Regions from separate parts of the Mus musculus genome. Here region 1 is linked to region 2. A link is a contact called in public HiChIP or PLAC-seq data. All regions are on one chromosome and are shown on one strand. Each heading gives the region's core, a stretch centred on a gene start, on an enhancer-like site or on the middle of the called end of the contact. The rest is flanking DNA. Distances are from core to core; before and after follow the strand shown.

Region 1 (2,700 bases), core at 91-2,590, 370 kb before region 2:
GTATGAGTGTGTACACCCACATCAGCTGTGAGCCTCTCTGAATGTGACTCTCTAAAGGCTGACTCAAGACAGGGTGGAAAAGTGATGTCATACTTGTGTGACAGGCTGATCCTCAGGTCTCTGGCTTTGACAAACACATAGCTAGGAACTCGGACTTCAAGTTTGGAAGGGGAAGGGACCAAGTATAGTTTGAACTTGAAGGCAGTAGGCTACCTATAGCATGACTGGAAGGCCCATGAATGTTTAAGTGCCACCTGGATTGAGATACTCAATCTGCTAGTCCTATCAAAGTCAAGGGCATAGATAGCTACAGCTGTCTATGGACAGTACTATGAAAGAAAAGGGCTGATTAAAAGGGGGGGGGAACTTTCACCTTCAGGGGGCACATGAAGCATGAGACAGGTCAAAGGAATCTAGAGGTACATCCAACAAGGAAGGAGGAGCAGCAGGGGGCGGGGCAAAGCTATGGAAACAGGAAACTTTTTATCTAAAAAGGAAATGTACCTCCCTTGGGCTGTTAGTAGACTCAACCTCGCAAGGACAGAAAGCATCCATAATTTAGCATTAATACTCTTACATAAATGTGTTAAGAAAAGCTCCATCCCATTGTACCTGTTCAGAGTGGTTGTGCTTAAGGCCCTTAGAGCATGAGCCACTCTGGGAGCAAGTTAGCATCCAGGCTAATGGACCAGGGTAGCACCTCACATCCATTAGGATGGCTATGGCAAAGAAGAGCAGAGGAAAGGAAATAGAAAACAACGAACACCGTCAAGACGTGACGAGATCGGGATGTACGTGTGCCATGGTGAGAGTGGATCAAGTTGCAGCCATTTTGGAAAACCAATATGGAGATCCTTCAAATAATTAAAAGAATTATCCTATGGCTTACACCTTTATTTCCTGGTCTAACCCTCCCCGCTCCCCCAATTCCAAATAGATGCTCAAAGAATTATTACTATACCATGTCTGTAGCTGTCTTAGAACAGCCAAGCAGCTCATGTGCCATAGATAACGGGGTTACACATACCTTGGAGTATTAATCATCCACATAATATGGATGAGCTTGCAACACACTGTGCTAAGGGAAACGGGGAAGTAACAAAAAAGCAGACCCTATACAAATCTGCCCTTATGAGCTACCTATAGGAATCCATTTCCTGGAATTGGTGGGCAGGATCTGGGGGGCGGGGAGGTGGGGGAGGAGCGGGGAGTTGGTGTTTAATGGGGTCAGTTTCAGTTTAACAGGGGAGAAAGATTGCTCAACAGTATAAATATAGCTAGCACTGCTGAAAATGGTTTAAAAGAGAAAGGAGAAGGAAGAAGAGGAAGAGGAGGGTGGATGTCTTGTGGAAGAGCTCACTTGATGAAATGAAAGTGAAGTAATCAAGGCTCTGAATACAAACTGACATATTGTCCTGTCTGTCTGAAGCCCGCTACAGTCTTCCCGGGATTTGTGGTGGTAGGCTATTTCAACTGGAGCAGGATATTCCACGACCTGCTTGTTCTGTAGATGCTTGCTGGATTGGAGATGCGAAGGAAACAGGGATGCTGCTTTCACTTTGAGAATCTCCCGCTGCTGCGCACAGAACTCCCAGCCTGGGCTTCGTTTCTACAGATGTTATCTGCTAAGCAGTGATCTCTCACTCATTAACCGTCCTTTATTAGGTCCCATTCAGAGGGGCTCCAGGCTTCCCACTGCACATGCGTGCATTTGTGTGCTGACCAATATCGGTTGCTTCAGGACCAAGCAGCAGAACCCTGAGTGATTTTTGCCACGTGCTGACTGTGAAGACCCTCCAACAAGGTCTGCACCTTCCATGGCCAAGTTTGTGGCTGGGAGTTTCCTGAATGAGTAAGAATTCCTCAGAAAGCCTCCTAGGCTGTGGAGGCTGCTCCTTGTAGCCTGACCACGCCCTCCCACGCCACCAGCAAACGACCAGGAGGAGGAGTCTGGCTTCTGGTTTCGCTTCTGGGCAATTTGATGGAAGTTCACTGAAGAGTGATTCCATGTAAATTATCAAAAGGCAGCGAGCTATTAAGATGTGATAAGGAGGCTGAGGGAGATGGCTCAGCATTTAAGAGCACTCAATGCTTGCTCTTGCAGAAGACCAGGTTCAGTTCCCAGCACCTAACACGGCAGCTCACAATCGTGACCCCAGTTCCAGGGGATCTGACGCCCTCTCTGGCCTGCATAGGTATTGCATGTACATGGTACACAGACATACATGTAAGCAAAACACCCACACATGTAAAATAAAAATAATCTTTTTAAAAATGATAATGAGGTTAATTTTAAAACCAGGTTTCTGGATATATAGACATAGACATAGACATAGACATAGACATAGACATAGACATAGACATAGACATAGACATAGACATAGACATATAGACAGACATAGACATAGATATTTTTTTTTCTGAGACAAAGTCTCACTCTGTAGCTCTGGCTGTACTGGAACTCACTATGTAGACCAGGCTGGCCTCAAATTCACAGAGATCTGCCTACTTTTGCCTCCTGAGTGCTGGAATTAAAGGCACGCTCCACTATGCTCAGCCGTTGAAGTACAATTTTTGTTTTGTTTTGTTTTGTTTTGTTTTGTTTGTTTGTTTGTTGCTTTTGTTTTTGAGACAGGGTTTCCCTGTTTAGCCCTGGCTATCCTGGAATTTGTTCTGTGAACCAGGCTGGCCTTGAACTTA
Region 2 (2,700 bases), core at 114-2,613:
GTTCACTTTGAGTTTTGTGTCTGCTGGTTGAGACACAGCCTCACTCTGTAGCTCGCTGGCTTTGAACTCATGGAGACCAGACTTGCCTGAGAGTTGAGGCAACTCTCCTGCCTCAGCCTCCTGAGGGCTGCAAGCTCCGGAGGGCTTACAGGCATGCACTACCACACCTGGATTTACCTAGTTCTGGTGTTGTGCGAAACAACGTTGTGGTTTATTAAGAAAAGACTTTATTAGAGGCTCCAGCGTGAGTCAAGCGGGTTGGAGGTATGAACAGTGTAGGAGGAACCGTGAGCTTCTCAAGAGAGAACTACTTTAGCCTAGACTTTGATTTTAGACTAACGTCATCCTCCTGGAAGCACCCTTCCCAGGGCCACTCTTTTCCTTTCAAAGCAGATAAATTTGGGAGCCTCCCCGCCATTTTTTGATTCCAACGCTCCCTCAGGTCCCCACCTGGCTTTGCCACAATGATCTGGGAATTTCCACTTTGGAACGGATTCTTGGGAAAGAACCCTCACACTGATGACGTCAAGTTACGCATGAGTACTGAGTCACGCTGCTACAGCAATGTCGCCTTTTAAAATGTCTGCTTCCCAGAGTTTATTAGAAGCAAGCAGACAACTGACATCACCGTCCACACGCAGAGCATATCCATCGCACCCCCAATTTTCTTGTGGTCATTGTAAACCCCCGGTTCTCTACACACAACCCCTGGCAGTCAATCATCTCTTTGCTGTTGCTATTTTCCCCCTCTTTTCAAAGATTGTGTGTGGAACTGTATAATATGCGGTCTTTTGACTCGGTTTACAAACAAAGAATAATGTCTTTGGGCCTGTTGATGTTTTGATCTGGCTGTCCTAGAACTCATGAGATCCACCTCCCCCTGCCTCCTGCATGCTAGGATTAAAGCTGTGCCCCACCATGTCTGGACTCTCAGAAAAATCTCTGCAATTACCTCATGCTATTATATATCAGTATTTTCCCTTTCTATTGCTGAATAGTATTCTAATGTGTGGCTATGTCGTAGTTTATTTATCTATTAAGTTGCCTTTTGAACTTCCGTTTTCTCCTGGTTTCTGCCAATTATGAGTGGTTTTGTAAAAATTCAAGTACAGGCGCATAGTGTTAATTTCTCCTGGGTAAATACATAAGCATGGTATTGTATAGATGGGTTTTAGGCTACATAAATGCGTAACCATCTTCATCTGCCCCAAGGGCATATAGGGATTGCAGTTGCTCAACACTATTGTCTGCACGGGCTGCAGTCAGGATTTCTGGGTTTGTCCCTGGTTCCCCTCTCAGCCTGGGTCGGAGTCTTAATATTTTGCTGCCAGCTTCCCTCCCGGCCTCCCAGTTCTAATTCACAGCATGTTGTGGTTTTGACTTGTGTTTCCCTATGTGGCTGATGATGTGATGCAATTCCCACACACTTACTCATTTCCTTGCTTTGTGACTTTCTTATTGTTGCGTTTGAGGAGTTCTTTGTATATTATGGATACAAATGATGTTGTGTTGCATAACAGTTTCCCCTGAAGTTGAAACATTTCATCCTAAGCAGGGAGATAAAAATAACTTCAAAACAGCTTCAAGAAGCCCCTAAAACTGAAGGGATTCACTAGGTCCCTACCAGAGTAAGCAATAGAAGCTGCAGAGACGACTCTTGAGATGATCATGACCAACTAGCTGCCCGGGAGAAACAGAAACTAGCAGCGCTGCCTGCAAGAGGCTTAGCCCAATGGAGTCACTTGGAAAGGATGCTCTCCAACCTGCTGAGCTGCCTGCAGGCTGTGCACTGGGCTCCGGGTTCCCAGCTGTGTGAGCTCATGCTGGGATGGGCTTTGGTGATGCATCATTCTTTGAGTCATTTCTGCTCTTGTAAGTGACCCCTCACCCATATTTTTGTAACACCAATAAAACTCACTGGTTCAAGCCAGCTGGACTTTGGTGGCATCTGGATCTTGCTCTCTCGTGGGCTCTCCATCTGGGCTGAGGAGATGTGCTTATCACATCCCTCCAGGAATGCCTCTTATCATACAGGAGGAGTGATCAGAAAATACCGTTGTTCTGAGAATTTGGATCGGTTGCATCCATTTGAAGGCCACGCCTCTGTAATGCTGGGGCTGGGGATGTAGGGATAGGTTGATCCCAGTGGCTTGCTGGCCCTCTTGGTGAAACAGAAACTCAGGTTCCGTGAAAGAACCTGTCTCAGAAAATTAGGTTGTGAGTGATGGAGACTGTAGTGATTTGAATAGGAGTGGTCCCCATAGACTCATGGGTTTGAATGCTTGGCCCACAAAGAGTGGCACTGCTAGGAGGTGTGACCCTGTTGGAGGAAGTGTGTCACTATGGAGGTGGGCTTTGAGGTCTACGCTCAAGCTAGGTCTAGTGTGTCAGTTCTTCTTCTGCCTCAGGTCAAGTTGTAGAACCCTCAGCTCCTTCTCCAGCCAATATATCTGACTGCGTGCGCACTGTCGTGTTTTCTACCATGATGAAATCAGACTAAAGCTCTGAAGCTGTAAGCCAGCCTCAAATAAATGTTGTCTTTTATAAGACTTGCCTTCGTCATGGTGTCTGCTCACAGCACCTCAACAGTAACTATAACAGAGTAACACACACATGTCAATGTCTGGCCTCTGTATGCACACACACACACACACACACACACAAACACTCACACACACACACACTCAAGTAAAAAGTCAG

Evidence for each region. HiChIP or PLAC-seq counts read pairs in DNA pulled down with a chosen protein or histone mark.
Region 1: an H3K4me3 HiChIP or PLAC-seq map of bone marrow-derived macrophages shows a contact between it and region 2, with 2.5 times the contacts expected there. The contact joins two enhancer-like sites. A contact is called at or near these places in 1 of 39 promoter capture datasets (the HPC-7 cell line), 1 of 484 Hi-C or Micro-C datasets (nephron progenitors) and 7 of 115 datasets of contacts at active chromatin or transcription factors (the 230-238 cell line, bone marrow-derived macrophages, craniofacial prominence and 2 more).

Annotation. Positions count from the first base shown.
Region 1 is chr5:147,757,496-147,760,195 of GRCm38.p6, reverse strand. No RefSeq gene overlaps it. Among named protein-coding and RNA genes, the nearest start is that of Gm35541, 5.6 kb to the right of the region's middle. Within about 2 kb of position 1,340, at least 97 of the 459 cell types and tissues checked have an H3K27ac peak or open chromatin away from gene starts, as enhancers often do. A contact at or near this core is called in bone marrow-derived macrophages, where this site is marked.
Region 2 is chr5:147,387,899-147,390,598 of GRCm38.p6, reverse strand. The region is part of intron 1 of Flt3 (FMS-like tyrosine kinase 3); the gene reads left to right. Among named protein-coding and RNA genes, the nearest start is that of Gm26597, 10 kb to the left of the region's middle. Within about 2 kb of position 1,363, at least 44 of the 459 cell types and tissues checked have an H3K27ac peak or open chromatin away from gene starts, as enhancers often do. A contact at or near this core is called in bone marrow-derived macrophages, where this site is marked.